Linked DNA regions of Mus musculus: all the other regions are linked to region 1. A link is a contact called in public HiCAR-type, HiChIP or PLAC-seq and promoter capture Hi-C data. All regions are on one chromosome and are shown on one strand. Each heading gives the region's core, a stretch centred on a gene start, on an enhancer-like site or on the middle of the called end of the contact. The rest is flanking DNA. Distances are from core to core; before and after follow the strand shown.

The links. Promoter capture Hi-C pulls out the DNA fragments that hold promoters and counts their contacts. HiCAR-type assays count read pairs that join an accessible place to other places. HiChIP or PLAC-seq counts read pairs in DNA pulled down with a chosen protein or histone mark.
Region 2: a HiCAR-type map of astrocytes shows a contact between it and region 1, with 2.7 times the contacts expected there. The contact joins the enhancer-like site here to the promoter of Nadk2 in region 1. A contact is called at or near these places in 4 of 39 promoter capture datasets (embryonic stem cells, hippocampal neurons, pre-B cells and 1 more) and 6 of 115 datasets of contacts at active chromatin or transcription factors (astrocytes, embryonic stem cells, epiblast stem cells and 3 more).
Region 3: a contact with region 1 is called in an H3K4me3 HiChIP or PLAC-seq map of pro-B cells, with 8 times the contacts expected there. The contact joins the enhancer-like site here to the promoter of Nadk2 in region 1. A contact is called at or near these places in 4 of 39 promoter capture datasets (the C10 cell line, the HPC-7 cell line, hippocampal neurons and 1 more) and 4 of 115 datasets of contacts at active chromatin or transcription factors (embryonic stem cells, epiblast stem cells, large pre-B cells and 1 more).
Region 4: a contact with region 1 is called in an H3K27ac HiChIP or PLAC-seq map of thymic regulatory T cells, with 6 times the contacts expected there. The contact joins the enhancer-like site here to the promoter of Nadk2 in region 1. A contact is called at or near these places in 3 of 39 promoter capture datasets (the C10 cell line, liver and pre-B cells) and 2 of 115 datasets of contacts at active chromatin or transcription factors (large pre-B cells and thymic regulatory T cells).
Region 5: a contact with region 1 is called in a promoter capture Hi-C map of embryonic stem cells, with 3 times the contacts expected there. The contact joins the promoter of Prlr here to the promoter of Nadk2 in region 1.

Annotation. Positions count from the first base shown.
Region 1 is chr15:9,069,597-9,072,758 of GRCm38.p6, reverse strand. It overlaps Nadk2 (NAD kinase 2, mitochondrial), which reads right to left and starts at 1,499. Exons shown (of 13, transcript NM_001040395.4): 1 at 994-1,499. The coding sequence starts at 1,257.
Region 2 is chr15:10,646,801-10,649,962 of GRCm38.p6, reverse strand. All of the region lies in intron 2 of Rai14 (retinoic acid induced 14), which reads left to right. Among named protein-coding and RNA genes, the nearest start is that of Gm10389, 48 kb to the right of the region's middle. Within about 2 kb of position 1,427, at least 109 of the 459 cell types and tissues checked have an H3K27ac peak or open chromatin away from gene starts, as enhancers often do. A contact at or near this core is called in astrocytes, epiblast stem cells and stem cell-derived epiblast-like cells, where this site is marked.
Region 3 is chr15:10,312,916-10,316,077 of GRCm38.p6, reverse strand. It overlaps Prlr (prolactin receptor), which reads right to left. Exons shown (of 10, transcript NM_011169.5): 3 at 1,805-1,913. The coding sequence starts at 1,859. Among named protein-coding and RNA genes, the nearest start is that of Gm41269, 43 kb to the left of the region's middle. Within about 2 kb of position 1,732, at least 3 of the 459 cell types and tissues checked have an H3K27ac peak or open chromatin away from gene starts, as enhancers often do. A contact at or near this core is called in pro-B cells, where this site is marked.
Region 4 is chr15:10,234,653-10,237,814 of GRCm38.p6, reverse strand. The region is part of intron 1 of Prlr (prolactin receptor); the gene reads right to left. Among named protein-coding and RNA genes, the nearest start is that of Gm41268, 34 kb to the right of the region's middle. Within about 2 kb of position 1,659, at least 34 of the 459 cell types and tissues checked have an H3K27ac peak or open chromatin away from gene starts, as enhancers often do. A contact at or near this core is called in pre-B cells and thymic regulatory T cells, where this site is marked.
Region 5 is chr15:10,175,506-10,178,667 of GRCm38.p6, reverse strand. Prlr (prolactin receptor) reads right to left here and starts at 1,430. Exons shown (of 10, transcript NM_011169.5): 1 at 797-1,430.

The DNA.
Region 1 (3,162 bases), core at 250-2,749:
GGGGGAAAGAGAAAAATTTGCACTGATTTCTACCTTGTCAACTTGCCAAACAATACTGACAAGATGCAGCAGCTAGGCAAGGATTTACAATTTGTTTCCCCTGTGTCTAAAATAAAAATGTGAAGGTAAGGGCATCATTTTAGAACAGCCAGCCTACTTATTCTTGTACATAACTTAGTAATGCTTATATACAATTCAGTCTAAAGCCTTCGGGTGTCTGGAGTCAACAATTACAGGCATAACTGTGGGGGGGGGGGTTCCTAAATAAATTGCTAACAGCCCATTTCCCAAAAGTTACTGGGTAGCACAAAATCAATTTTTTTTTTCAAAAATGGGGAAGCTCGAACTCTGGGTTTAATCCTTCCCACACACACACACGCATGGCATACCTGGCAACGCTATTAGTAAATACACCAAACACGGTGTATGGCGGAGGCCCTGTTACTTCAGGGTTCATGCCTTCTCCCCATTAGCCGGCATACTTGTTCCTTTTCTGACCTTCCAACACAAAAACCCATCTCGGGTCAGCTTTCCTGCCTCGCTGTCCCAGGTGCTTGCTTTTCAAGCAGTAAGAGACCCTGAAGGGACAGGCGACCACAATCCAGCAGGGCTTTCCCTGGCCAGGCCTCTGTCCCCAGGCGAGAAGGGGGTGTGACCGCGGCACTTCGGCCCTCTCTCCGCCACCAGTGGCTGTGCTGGAGAATTTCCTTTCTCCCGGTGGTCTGGGGAGAGGTCCCCAGGACAAACAGGGCGAACAACCCTCATCTTCTCAGCGATGGGAGTCCGTGCTACCGAGGCGGGGGCGAGGACACACGTGGCTTCCCAAGTCCCGGTCCCAGGAGCCCCCTCTAAGGCAGGCTCAGGGCGCCCCAGTCCCATGCCCGAGGGGCCCCACAGGCAATCGGAGGAAGGTTGTCGGGCTTTGGGGGTGTCCTGTGGCCCGTCGCCCCCCACCCCCACCCCGAGTACCGGCCGTCCCCCGCCAGGACCCACCAGCTGCTTCAGGTCCTCCTCCGAGAGCTCCGCGTAGCGGTACCGCTGCTGCTCGAACTCGTAGCGGGTGGTTTTCGCCACCACCACCACCCGCGAGGGGCGGAAGCCGCCGTCGGCGGGGCTACCACCGCCCGCCAGCTCGCGCGGCTGCCCGTGCCCCAAGTGCCGCCGGCCGTCCGCGCCCGAGCCCGAACCCCGCAGAGCCGCGCGGCCACCCGCCACGCGCCGGCAGCTGCCCAGCAGGAAGCCCCGGTAGCAAGTCATGATCCGCGGGGCCGCGGGTGCAGGCTCGCGCTCCCTGCCGCCAGCACCGCGCCGGCCGCGCACAGGTTAAGTGCGGGGACGTGCGTGGAACGCGCCGGGGGGGGGGGGGACGTGCCCAGACGCACGCGAGGGCGGAGAGGCCCCGGGAGGCCCCGGGAGGCGGGGATCCGGGCTGGCCCCCGGGCAGTGGGTTTTATTTGTTTGTTTATCCGTTTTCTTGGGCGCCTGCGCAGTGGCCTCTCGGCCCGGCCCCACCTCCCTCTTCACCCTTTCAGGGAGGCCGCTCTAAGCCCGCCCCCGGGCCAGATCTGTCAGCTAATCAGAGGTCGGGAAGGTTTGGGAGCCCGAGGGGCTGCGGGGATTGGCTGGGGCTGGGAAAGGGACGAAATTCTATTTGGCTTTCGAGCTGCCCGAAGAAATCCAGTTGGAACTGGTCTGGGCGGCGTTGGGGGTGCAGGCGGAGTTTTGAGCGCCTGGCGGGAAAGCAAGTTTCTTGCGCATCTTCCTCTAGTTGCTTTCATTTTTGCTTGCTTTCTGGGTAGTTGGTCATGCTCGTCTAGGGTAAATTTTAACCAGTGTCTGCTGGATGGCTGATGTGGCCGTCGCTGGAGTAAGAGCTGGGGGCGGTGACCTCGCTCCAAACGGCTTCGTTTTGCAGGGCCTGATGGCAAATAAAGATGCCGAGCCCTTTATTAGAGAGGAATTAGAGCTAACCGAGAAGGATCACAGAGCATTAGCCCGAGCTCCGGTGACCACCAAAAGACCACCAGCCTAGAGAGGCAGTGCTGTCAGGGAGAAAGGAGGAGGATAATGAGGGAAGGAGTCTTGTCTAGTCCTGTGTGTCTGTCTAGACCGCGAGATAAGGTTGGAAAGCTGTGTAGGACCAGACTGAAGGGTTAAAAATGTTTTGCACTTTATCCTGTAGGCAAGCTCAGAGCAGTGTTTGATGATTATTGATCTGACTTTGGAATGTTGGGTAGGTAGTCCTTGAAGCTAGAGCAAGGGAAGTTACTGAGTCTGTGGGAACAGTTACACAACCATAGAGATGTAGGCTGATTAAGAATAAAAGGGAAAGCTACAATGAAGGGAAAGTCATAAGACAGGGTAGGTGGCCACTGCCCTGAGGTCCTTGCTGTGGCGTCCTTTCCTTTGCGATCCTGGCACTCCCAGTAAGTGGCCTCTGGATTCCGGGCATGCTATTTCATGTTTGTGACACTCAGATGCCTCTGTGATATCGAACCTGTTTTCTCTTTCACGTCACAGAAAACTACACTTTTGACTCCCACTTCTAGCTGGAAACATCTCAATGGGATATCCTAGTCAAATCTTATTTTGGATCCTTTCTTCTGCCTCTTCCAAAACATTGCTTCATTACACCATCCTCTCGGATGTGTCTTGAATTCTCTCAGGAAAACCCCTGCTGGGTTTTCCACTTCAGTCCTTAAGATTCCCATGTCTAGGACATTTAAAACTTTAAAGATTGAAAGAGCCTTCTACACCCCAGTTGTTTACCTGTTCCCTAACTCCCACTTACTGATATATTCAGCGGTTCTCAACCTCTGGGTCATATATCCGATGTATGTATATCCGATATGTTCATTATGTTTCATCACAGTAGCAAACTTACAATTCTTTTTTTTTTTTTTTTTTTTGGTATCATAACCAATTTCTCACTATTCTTTTTTTTTTAACTTAGGAGTAAGTTTTTTTTGTTGTTTTGTTTTTATTTTTTATTGGCTATTTTCTTCATTTACATTTCAAATGCTATCCCAAAAGTCCCCCTATACCCTCCTCCCTCCCCCTGCCCTGATCCCCTACCCACCCATTCCCACTTCTTGGCGCTGGCTTTCCCCTGTACTGGGGCATATAAAGTTTGCTAGACCGAGGGTGCTCTCTTCCTAATGA
Region 2 (3,162 bases), core at 178-2,677, 1.6 Mb before region 1:
CATCTCTGAAGTCTGGGGAAGGAGTCTATCTTCCTGTTGTCTGCTTTCAGTCTCCCAGAGGCTGGACAAAGAGATAGTCACAGGCCCTAGCAATGAACTCCACTCTGGAGATGAGTTAGGAAAGAAAGCAAGCCCCGGAGTGGATCAGGCTGAGGACAGCCAGCCCTCCAGGAGCCGCTCGCGTGGCTGGACCTCATGAGTGGCCATACCTACTGCCAAGGAAGGTACTTATTGTCTTCTTGCTCTGTCTCTGTCTCCTGTGTCACCGTGCTAAGCTGTACCTCACAGCCGAGTGCCTTGGAGAAGGTTACCTCTCTATACAGATGACAGAAAACAACAGATTAGGACGTAAAAGTGTACATTTATGAGAGTACTGTGATTTTGTTGGGTGACCATCGCAAATCTACCAGGTTAGGCTCTTCTGAATCTTAAAAAACTTATATTCTTGTGGGGGTGGCTATGGGGGACTTTTGGGATAGCATTGGAAATGTAAATGAGGAAAATACCTAATTAAAAAAATGTTACCAAAAAAAAAACCCAAAACAACATATATTCATGCCACTTAAAAAAACTTATATCCATGTGTCGTGTGTATGTGAGTGTACCACGCCACACCCGTGTAGATCAGAGTGAGTCTTGGGATTCAAACTTAGGTTGTCAGGCTGGGCAGTGAGTGCCTTTACAGCTCTCTGGTCTGTTAAGTTGTCCCTGCCTATCTTCTCAGCACTATGGAGGCAGAGGTCAGAGCATTGGAAGTTCAAGACCCTTCTCAGCCATAGCAAGTTTGAGGCAAGCCTCTCTGAGAGCCCGTCTCAAAAATATAAAACAAAACAAGAAAGCTTTAGTTTTTACAAATAATTTTATAAAAGACTTAGCATGCTGATACTTTAAAGTAATGATGAATATATTACCACCCTCCCCCCATTTTGTTTGAAAATATTATTGACAAGGGGAGCTCTTCCTGGCTGGTACCTTCTCTTAGCCCTTTGCCCTAGCTCTGAGTACTTGGTCTGAGTTCGTGGGTATTTATCATCGCTGTGTTTAGTCTCTGTGTTTAGAAGTGTTGTTTAGAAGCACCATGTGGCACTTATGTTTCTGAAACACAAGCTGTTTGCCTTGATTTTATTGCCTGGAGTGTATGTTGCAAAAGAGAGAGAGAGAGAAAGAGAGAGAGAGAGAGAGAGAAGAGAGGAGAAAGAAGAAAAGAATGAAAGAACGACCCAGGTGGTTTTTACTATATTTCATTTCCATGCTTTTTACAAATTAGAGGAGGAATTATCAGAACAAGACTGGGGAGTCTGAAGGAGCCAGGATGCTGGAGGAAGAGCTGCAGAATCCCTCCCACCCCTGGAATTTAGCTTCCCAGAGCCCTGGCTATGCTGGGCTGTTCTCCCACAGGCACTCAAAGGAAAACAAAAGTCTGCTGATGAATGAGCAGCCCAGCTAGGACCTGTGCCCTGTTTGAGAGGGAGCTGGTTTCCTGTGTCCCCTCTAGCCCGTGGGGAGATGCGTTCAGGGGAATCCATACGTCCTCAGCCTCTCCTTTTCTTTGCCTTATACAGCAGTCCACATTCAAAAGGTTCAGAGACCCATCCCGACCTCTCTAAGCTCACTTAAGTCTCCTTTCTCCAGTGTGGCTTCAGTCAGCATCAGAACCTGAACAGAAAGAAGACCTGCTGTGCCCTTGCTCTCTGTCTGTTCTGCTTGGGATGAAATGACACCCCCACACCCCGGAATCTTGAGGTAGAAAGGAATTTGGGGGTGTGTTGCATGGTAGGCGTTGCAAACAGCACTACTTAGTTAGGTATAGATGTGGTCCTCCAAGGTACAGGTTCTTACTGCTTGTTTCTCTGCCCAAATGCTAGTTCTGAGAATGTGTGCTACTCTTAGCTCCTCAGGGCTCTGCCCTCCAGGTAAAGTCTCTACTAATACCCCTATTCTACATAATAGAGGCCAACAGCCATCCTGGTTAGGGTGACAGCAGATGGGCTCTGGTCTGGTTACTTGATGGTTCAGATTGATCCCACCCAACACTGCTCACCCTTGTCACTCCAAACTGGGTATACTGGTGGCTTCTCCAGTATCCCATCTCCATACGGGGATCTCTTTCTAGGTCTTATCAGTCGACCTCAGACATAGCCTGGGAAGTGGCCAGTGAACAGCCTTTGTAGATGGGCAGCTGATCAAAGAGATAACTAACTAGCCTTCCCTTCTTGCAGGCACCCTGATCTCTGTGTGATTCCGTGGATTGCCCCCTCTAGCTGGAGGCGAAGAGCTCAGAAGCTGGGGTCCCCAGAATGAGCTCTTTTTCCTCCTGGGAACTGCTAACATGCCCTGTCCTTCCAGTACTCGTTAAGGCAGGGGCGGCTTCTGGCAAGGACTGGCTCTTCCCACTGCAGCAGTTTAGCTTCGGAAAAGACTCTTGTATTGAAGATGTGGTCCCCAGTGCAGTGGGGTTCAGGGCTTGGGGAAGGAGATTGCATCACAAGACCTGTAACCCCATGACTGAATTAACCCACTGATGGATTCGTGTTTTGCAGTGTATTGAAGGTGGCGGAAAGTTTAGAAAGCAGGAGCCAGTGGGAGGAAGTAGGTTACTTCCCTGAAAGGGGAGATTTTGTTCAGGGGCTAGCCATGAGACGAGGAAGATGAGGCCACTCTCTCTCCATGCTAATACGTCTCTCACCACTCTCTAGAAACAACAGAGCCAGGGAATCATGGGCCAAAACCCAAAACCCTGAGTCAAGGTACATTTTTCCAGCTTTAAGATGATCTTTGCCAAATGATGGAGAGCTGACTAACACAATTACCTTCAAGTCACCTCTGGAGGAGATAGGTGTGGTCTTGACATTTTTGGAGGTGAGCCCACAGTAGTCTCGTGCTCAGTGTTGGCATTGGTGACATCCTAGGGATGTCATGAGAAGATTTATTTCAAGCGCTTAAAGTGCCTCAGGACACTTAATAGAAGAGAAGGCGCTTAGGTTCTCTGCTATCAGTGATCCCAAGGATTGGGAAATGGTTATGCTTGTGAACTGCAATGCTTAGAGGCAGGCCGGGAAGGTCAGGTCCAGGAGCTTTGGTTATTGCTGAAGTCCTTATGAGCACTGTAGGACACAGGTGTGCAGGTACGAAGAGCTTCGTGGCAGGAGCTGCTCTGAATAA
Region 3 (3,162 bases), core at 483-2,982, 1.2 Mb before region 1:
GAAAAGATAGAGGGTCATTCCACTCTGAGTGGGGAGAGCTGTTCCCACTCTCAGGCTAGAAGAAAGAAGGTAGGCAGGATGTGAGGTGGCCAACGGTATGAGATTTTTCACTTGCTTAATCTCCAGAACTCTTTGCAAGCTGATCTCCAATTCTCATGTTTGGTTGTTATGTTGAAAGGAACAGAATAATGCTGGGATTTTGTCATGATGCTGTCGGCTTGGAAGGCCAATTATAACTGATGGTATATCTTATTTTCCACCCCCCCCCCCATTTTGCCTTGGTGTTAGCAGCTCAGGGGTCTTCTATATGTTCCCCCACATTTATTCAATTTTTCACAAAGGCTCACAGGTAGGAACTTTAGCTACTCACCCATCCAGCAGATCAGGTCAGGGGAATCATGGCAAAGGGATCTGTATGAACAGGAACCACATTTCTGTACGAAATGTGTTAAGGAAGAACTTAATGGATGATCTAGTATGGTGTACCAAATGGGGCCATGGGCTGGCCAGCAAAGCATCACAGTAGCTTAGAACTGCTGAAAAGAATCTGTGTGAGCATTGTGTGGATCTACCAATATTTGGAGCATTGTTCATCCTCCAGGGAAGATTTTGTCAGGATAGTGCTTTTGGGAGTCATTGCAAAAATACAAGGTTTCTTTTGCTTGTTTTATTCTGCCATGGGTGAGGAGAAGCAAATTATGTAGAGAGAAATATTCATTAAAAAATCTCATCAATCCTAGGAGGCAGAGGCAGGCAGGTTTCTGAGTTTGAGGCCAGCCTGGTCTACAGAGTGAGTTCCAGGATAGCTAGGGCTACACAGAGAAATCCTGTCTTGAAAAACTAAGCAAGCCAAACAACCTTCTAGGGGGGAAAGGTAAGGCTGTGAAATGATGTGAAATGACAAGTAGTCAAATGTTACTTTCATGTCCCTAGAGGAAACAAAGTTTATGGACTATCTCAGTGCAATACAAGGGATATGATACAAGTCCAAGAAATGCAGACACTTGCCTATGCTGATTCCATATACACAGATAATGCATAACATCCATATAAACATATCCAGAGAGAAATACAAGCAAAGGCATAATGATGGCAATATATTGGTACACACACACACCCCATATATATACACACATATGTACACGATATACACAGAGGTTACTCATTGGTATTCACATATACACATATATTCACACAGAAGCATTTATAGCCCAGTACTATAAACAGTTGGTATGTACATTGTTACATTCAGAAGTACACATGTCCAGAAAGACATAGAAGTAGATAGGGAAACCTATGTAGATAATCACACAGCTTTTCATTTAGCTCTGAATTTTGTTTCTCTGAGTTGCACACATACTGGAAGTGGCTGCACTTCTTTCTCACCTTGTAATAGCAATCCTGTGTGTTATTTTATGGTTGTCCAAAGGTATTTTCAAATGCATTAATCCATCTGAACTATGTGAAATATAACTATCCTCCTTTGGAGAAATTAAAACCACGGAGAGACACACAAGTGGTTCAAGTCATGTAGCTGGCAACTGTAAGAACCTGGATGGCAAGTCCATCTCCAGTGCCCTCTCAGTGCCCTCTCAAAATGGGGATGGAAGAGAGGGGGTGCATGATAAGATCAGGCATTAATTTTAATGCAGAAGTGTGGCAAATAATTTAGTAGCAGCACATGACCCAGACGTCTTCCTTTCTCACAGCTGCATTGCAACAGACAGAGACAGCCTCTCCACCCCCCCCCCCCCCCCCCCCGATAAACACTTCAGGCAAGGAGAGCAAGAAGAGAGTCTCTTACCATTCAGGAGGCTGATGCTGAGGACAAGCAGCATGTAAGCAAGTGCAGATGACATGTTTTGCTTCAGGCTGGCCCTTCTTCTTGCTACAGGCAATAGATCAGAGGCTCCCTGGAAGAGAAAGCACCAGGTGACATTTGTTAAATGACAACCGCTCAGGCACATGCACCATTTACTTTTATTCTGGGTGCTTGCAACTGGTTCTTGCTCCTTGCTTAATGTGAGCGACAAAACAGTGGGAAGAGAATCTAGTAAAATGTAACATGGGATGGCTTGGCTAAGAAGCCCTGATTCACACTTGCTGGCAAAGATTTCACCACAAGAGGTCGTCAGACAACAGTGTAGAGAGTTCAGGGGAAGTCTCTTCAGGAAGACAGTTCAGGCTGTTGGCTTTTTATTTTATTTTATTATATTATTATTTTATTATTTTCTGCATTCATCTTTCCACATGATTGTTTAGCTGTCTAATAGCACATCACCCATTTATATAATATAGACTGTGCTCCCCACAGGAGAACCATTCATGGAGGGTTCTTGCTCCAGTATCCAGAGCATAAACCAGGTCAATTTATCGATCCTGCCAGATTGAGAGTGGGATGGTCAGGGTGGAGGTTCCTGTCTAAGTTCAGGCTGAGAAGGTTCAGGAACTCTCCAGGGATATGGCCATGGCTGTGAAGCAAACCTCATAATGAATTTTAGTGGCCCTCCGTGTGGCTTCTTTCTCCCTTCTGTAAAGCCCCATAACAAGAGACAATGAACAGTAATAATTCAAACCTCTTGGGTTCAGGGTATTAAGTCAATTTTGAACTTGCAGGGCTTGAGAGTTTTGAGCAATTTATTAATATTATTATTTTTACTCTTTGGAACCGTTTTCAAAGCTTCTCAAGTTCCTGCCTTTTTAAGAAAGATTTTAAAGACTTTTTTTATTAAAAAAAAAAAGACTCATTAGTCTTATTAGACTTCAGACAGTGCTCCAAAAAAACAATAGATTTTGATGAACGACATATAAATTTCCAGAAGCACATGGTTTTCATTTCCTTTTAAATTTTATTTTTAAATCAAGGGAAGAACATCTAGGAGGCAAAGTTCTCCGTCATAGACTCTTCAAGCATTGTGAAGAGATGTGTGATGAGCCCCCAGAGGCACAGAATCCATCCTCCTGATCAGGGGATGTGCTCTGTCTGCCAAATACATACCACGCAACGGACAGCTTTCTGAAGGTGTAGAACACCTGCCACTACTGCTGTGGAATCACTCAAAAATAGACATTTTAACGACACTGGAAGCTTGGGGTACGCACATACCAACAAGCGGTGCCCTTCTATCGAATGTTCTGGTTGAGAACTGAATCCAATCCATT
Region 4 (3,162 bases), core at 410-2,909, 1.2 Mb before region 1:
CACACCAGAAGCGGGCATCCGATCCCATTACAGATGGTTGTGGGCCACCATGTGTTTGCTGGGAATTGAACTCAGAACCTCTGGAAGAGCAGTCAGTGCTCTTAACCGCTGAGCTATCTCTCCAGCCCCAGTACATTATGGTTTTGAGCATATGTGCCCATCACCCATCGTTTCTCTTCCTCTCCTGTCCCTACTCCACTCCTGTTAGTTTCCCTAGATAGTTCACTGTAATCTCACGTCATTGGAACACACATGATTTGTATTTAAAATGACCATAACTGAATATGATCATGGTAAGTGAATTAAGCCAGTCTCACAAAGACACCTATTTTTTCTAAATAGCCCTTAATTTATATATTTAAACGATCCTTCATTATCTAAAAAATGCAAAACAATTTTTGTTTGTGATGCAAATAATTTCATCTAAGTAGGAGCTTTGAAGAACCAGGGCTTCTTGAGCCAGAACAATGCTATACTGTTCACTAAGCTATGACAATGTTGCAAGCAAACTGTTCTGTCTTTGTGTGTATGCACGTGCACCTGAGTGTGTGTGTGTGTGTGTGTGTGTGTGTGTGTGTGTGTATTGAACCCCAGACACAGCAATCAGATTGCTTTGCATGAGGGCTGCCATCAGCTTAGAGGAGTGAGCTTTCAAGACTTGCAAACCGGCAAGGAGGTAAAATACAAACCTCATGATTTCAGCCTGTGTGCCTGCTCTGTGGAACTCCACAGAGGCGCTCTATCTCAGAGTCACTCAAAAGGCTCAGAGCAGGATGTGGCAACCATCCATCTACCCAAGTCTGCAGTCCCAATTGGGGCCGGGCTGCAGCTGGCCAATGTTTGTGCTCTCCCTTAGCCCCTCCTTCTTCCACATTTCCTGTTTCCTGTTCTGAATTATATGGTCTGCACCTGAGTCCTACTGCCTTCTGATTTCCACTGTAAACTAAAGGTGTAGAGAGCCTTGGCAGGAAGGAACCCTGTGTAGGGGTTGGGAGAGGTGAGCCTGGGTTATATCCCTCCTCCTGCTGCCTTAATGCTGGTTGCCCTAAGCTGACCAAGGCAGCCGGTTCTATAGAACGCTCCCTCCAGGGGTTGTGTGGATGGCCCCTATCCTCTGCCCAGTCAGGATTAAACTGGTCCTAGAACCTGACAGTTGCTCACCACTGTCAGTTTGATATTTTATCCAAGTCCTTGAATTGTCCTGTCTCCTTTAGAGCACCCTCTTTATGGGTCACCACTGTCCCTTCAAAATGGTGGCAACAGGTGTTCCCTTTCCTCTGGGTCTCACTATCATGATGGGGACTGGAGACTTGAGGCCTTCCCCCCCCCCCCCCCCCCCCCCCAGCTACTGATGGTCTGGAAGCTCCAATGTGATTGGCAGGCTGAGAAAACGGAGTTACTGGTTTGGGCATAGGATGCTGCTTGCCTTGCCTTAGACCCAGATCTTGTTCCCTGGGAAACTAAACTCTTTCAGCACAGCCCAGTGCTGGAGGGCAAACAACTCTTGCAGAATCACTCAGGGGGGAACACACTCCTGAAGTCTGTGGCTCTTTATTTAAGGGAAGCATTGGGCAATGAACTGCACAGACCTGCAGGGTCTCCTGCAAGGATGCCCTTCCTGGTCCGAGGCTAAGTGCTTCCTGCTTCTCTTATATATTTGGCAACAGAAACTTTCTGCCCTCTTAGCTCTTCAAAAGGGCTTGTTACATCCGGCTGCAAACCACGGGGACTGATGATGCTGTCACAAAAGAAGCTGTTGCTGTGCATTTTGTAAAAGACGGGTTTTGAAATCTTTCATCCTTATGTTACACGTAGCTTACTGTTTACTGTTATTTTTTTTTCCTGCTGAAAATTTTATTATTGGGGGAAAAAAACCCCATGATTAAATTGTCCATATATCCTACAATAAGGGGTCCCTTGCTTTCCTTTCCTAACGACTGTGATGTGAACATTCCTGAGCCTCCTGCCAGATACCAATACACACACTGCTTTCTTGCAACATCTACCATTATGCCTTTTACATAGGACTTTTTTTTTAAAAGATTTATGTATATGAGTATACTGTAGCTGTCTTCAGACACACCAGAAGAGGGCATCAGATCTCATTACAGATGGTTGTGAGCCACCATGTGGTTGCTGGGAATTGAACTCAGGATCTCTGAAAGAGCACTCAGTGCTCTTCACTGCTGAGCCCCACATAGGGTTTTTTTTTCCTCCTTTTTTTTTTTTTTTGAGTCTCTCCTTGCTGTCCCATATAGGCCACTTCTTTGGGACTCCTTGACTCCTGCTGCAGAATTGTTTCATGAGCTGTTCTGAAACCTACCTGCTTACCACTACCCTTGTAAATTCTCCTAGGATGGGTCATTTGTCTGTATCTTTCATCTTTAGCTAGGAATTATGGGGAAGAAATCTACCCTGAGTACCACCAGAGCTCTAGTGACTTGCCTAGTCTGGAAAACACTTCTTTTCTGATCCCAGGTATGTGTGAATCATACTCTCAGAGGGTTGAGGGTAGATCTGACGTTGTCAATCAATGTCATAACGTCCGCTCATACGCACGGGGTATAATCCAAAGCTTATTTTAAATTTAGTTTGCATAGGGCAGTAATAAAAGTTAATTTTCCAAGTCTGAAAGAGAAGATGCGTTCTAAAATTGGCATCATTTTTTAAAGTCTCATTGCGGCCTTTCTTAGGCTTCCTTCCATACTTTTCTTGCTCACCTGTAAAAAAATTCATTGCACATGGAAACTGAGAATCCAAATGAAAGGGACTTAAACCCTCAGAAATGCTACTAAGTGAAGACAATTGCTCTAATATTTGGTGTTACATACAGTCTTTAAGAGTCAGTTGTGGCCTTCCATCCAAGTACTAGCTGCATATGCAGCAGAAGATGGCCTAGTTGGCCATCATTGGGAAGAGAGGCCCCTTGGTCTTGCAAACTTTATATGCCCCAGTACAGGTGAACACCAGGGCCAAGAAGTGGGAGTAGATGGGTAGAGGAGGGGGAGGGAAGGGTACAGGGGACTTTCGGGATAGTATTTGAAATGTAAATGAAGAAAATACCAAATAAAAAATTGGGAAAAGGACAAACAGGAATCAGCTGTGGCGGCCTATATAGAAGCTGCACATGTACACACGCGGACGTAAGATGCAAACTAGCTG
Region 5 (3,162 bases), core at 181-2,680, 1.1 Mb before region 1:
CAGGTTGCAAACATTTTCAAGTTCGATCACAGAAAACCCCAAGTTGCTTGTTATTAAGGGAACGTGGGTTGCTTCCCTACCACACAGGTAGAGGTCACTAACAGGATATTTTTCTACACAACTACAGCCCTTGCCTCCCCCTGCCTCAGCATTAAGAGTCTGGGTTCTGGGAGGCTATCCCCTCTGTCCCCTGATCCCATGATCTTTGCTCCAGCAGTGTGTCCTTGCTTCTACCCCTAGGGCCTGAATTCCTAGCACACTGCCCAGACTCCGCTTAGCTGCCTTAGGGAGTGGGGGTGGGAGCTCAGGTGACTGTCTCTTCACCTGGCACCCAGCTGTGCAGCCGGCAGGAGACTGCCCAAGTTAGCTGCCACCACGTCTCCTGCCCCAGCCCATTCAGCCTCCCCGCTATCTCCCCAGCTTTTCATTTCGACACAAACCACCTGCAACCCCACCATCACACCACCGAAACTCATTCGCAAGGGCGCGCTTGCAGGGTTTATTTTAAAACACACCGAGAGCAGTTGTAAAAGCTGGGGTGGGTGGCCAAGCCCCTTGGCATATATTTAGCTTTTCTCGAAAGGGACACCAAGGTTTGGCTTCAGGCACGCTCACAGCACGGGATGGGGTTTCCTCGCGCCCGCGGGCTCTGGCAGCTAGCTGGCATTTCCCTAAGCTGTCCGCGCCTGCAGCCAACTGTTCCACTCCCACTCGCGGCCTCGAACCCGCGGCCCTGGAGAGCGCCCGCCCGCACCACCCCTGGCCACGCACAGCCTTGTCTGACATGGGTACTCACTTCTGCTGGAGAGAAAAGTCTGCCATACCAGGGATTGAGCACTTCTTGCAAAGAACGCGAGCTTTTTCAGTGACAGGTAAAGCTGTTTCCTGAGCCCCGTGTAAAATCCAGAACGCAGGAGAGGAGTGAGTGAGACAGAGCAGGAAGGCGGGGAAAGCCCAGCTCAGAAGACCCGGCAGTCTGGGGATTTTAGCCTCTGCTCTGCCGTCGCCAGCCGCGTGTCTCTGAGAAGAAGCTCAACTCGGTGCACTTGTTCACTCTTTCTTCACTAGAGGAGGAGTCAGTGTTGCAACATGCATGTTCCTTGCTGGAGGCAAAACAGTGATTTTTCTCCAGCGTGCAAAAGGTCCAGAGCCTGCCAGTTTTATAAGGTGACGGAGATAGTTGGGGGAATCAGAATGCAGAGAAAAGGTGGACAAGGTAATGTCTGATTTCTCCCGGATCCGTTTCGCATGATCAGGGGACCTTCTTCCATCAAGACTACCAGTAAAGAGACAAAACAATAATAGAAATGTCCTTTAAGTCCTGTGACCTCAAAGATGGTATTTCTCCCAGTAGCCAAGATGAGATTCGGTGTCAAATTTCTTTCCGTACTTCCCAGCAAGCAACACCCAGCAGCCAGCCGCTTGACAATACTTGAGGGGGCTCTAGGGATTGGAATCACACCTTCCCTGGGAAGGAGGAGGAGTCAGAGGAAAGTGGTCGAGGAAGAATAAACAGGGACCCTTAAAGGACGCGTTGCTTTCTATTTTTTAACACAGCAGAACTTCCAGGGCTCTACTTTATGCTCAGCCACATCAAAATAGTAGATACACCAACATCCTCAGCAACCCACGAGTCGGCTCCTTTCCGCAAATGCAGAATGTACCTCCTCAAATAAGCTGCACCATCTGAGGGTTGTTTTATATTATGTCTTTGGTATTAACAAAACACTGCTTTTCCTCTTGCACCCCTCCCTATGTTCTCTTGAAAATAAACTATTAAAACAACAAATACCAATAGCTACTTGGATCAAATAGTTATCTCTGAACAGGTAAGTGATGCCATTGATTAACACTGTGTCCCGTTGTTAGGTAAGTTAGAGGGCCACGATGGGTGGTTATTTTGAACAAGCTATTGAATATTTTTTTTAATCATTGAAACATTGCTTTTTCTTCCTCTGATTTGATTGACACTTTACAATAACTGGCAAATCACATTCGTTAATGGCTTTCTGCCACACTGCAGGAAGCTGCTGGAAATCCCATGACGTTTAGGCGATTCTCTTGCATTAGAAGAGGCGTTCACACATGACCTGCACAAGATAAACCATGATCTACCCCTGGTTTTCAGAGGCTGTGGGGTGTGTATCTGCTGTGCACAGACTATGCCGGCTTCTGGTGGCTGAGGTGGACCATTGCTCACAATTACCTTTGAGAGTGTATAATACAGTGCCCGTTCATTTTCAAAACTAACGAGTATCCTCTCCAATGGCAGAATACAGACATTCTTAGTGGCCAAGTTACACCACAATGAACCCATTGTTAAGTTTAAGATATTTTAAGAAAAAAAAAAGAATAAAAACACCTGTTGAACATCATAATCTAGCCTTGTCTTGCCTATCAGATATGCTTAGAACTTGTATATTTGACTGAATTTGGGGGAAATTATCTAGCACAAAACTTAACAGGATGCCCGTGTAGGTAGATCATCATATTATTAAAGTGTCTAAACCATCGTGAACCACCAGAGGTTAGTGATTATATTCCTGTGTGACCTTTGAAAGGCTGGGGGTTACTCAGTAAAGTGTAATTTTCCTTGACTATTCTAACAGATAATGAGAAGAGAGGGAGAATCACCTTTGGCAATGGAAAACTGTTCGATTTCCTTGTGGTTCCTAGACGTCTGCGTTCCTGCTGCACAGCAGAAGTAGGTTCCAGAACAGGGTAAGTGACTAATCCACATGCTATTTGGAGAGAAGGTCATGGCTTTCTGCTTTGCTGTGCAGCATATACCCTGACCCCAAGCCACAGGCAGGCGTTCACAGTCGTAAATTTCCTTGTGCTCTCCTGTTACTGAGATGCTGAGGGAAGTCATCTGTGAGGCCAGCTTCCCTTTGCTCCATAGCTAGACCATGACTCTCTCCTTCTGCACACACTGGAACCATTCACCCACTTCCTCGTGTTCTCCGTTTGCTTAGATCTGCATCTGCCTCAGTGTGTGTCTTGTCTTGCTGATTCATCCAGCTGTGTCTTGACTCTGTATCTGCTCACTGTCTCCAAGACCTCACCCCACAGTTTAAGGTAACACACTAGCAATGTTTTGGATATCGCTATTCATTTGACTTGCACGAGTTTCACTTAGTGTAAACCAGGCTCAGCAGGGGA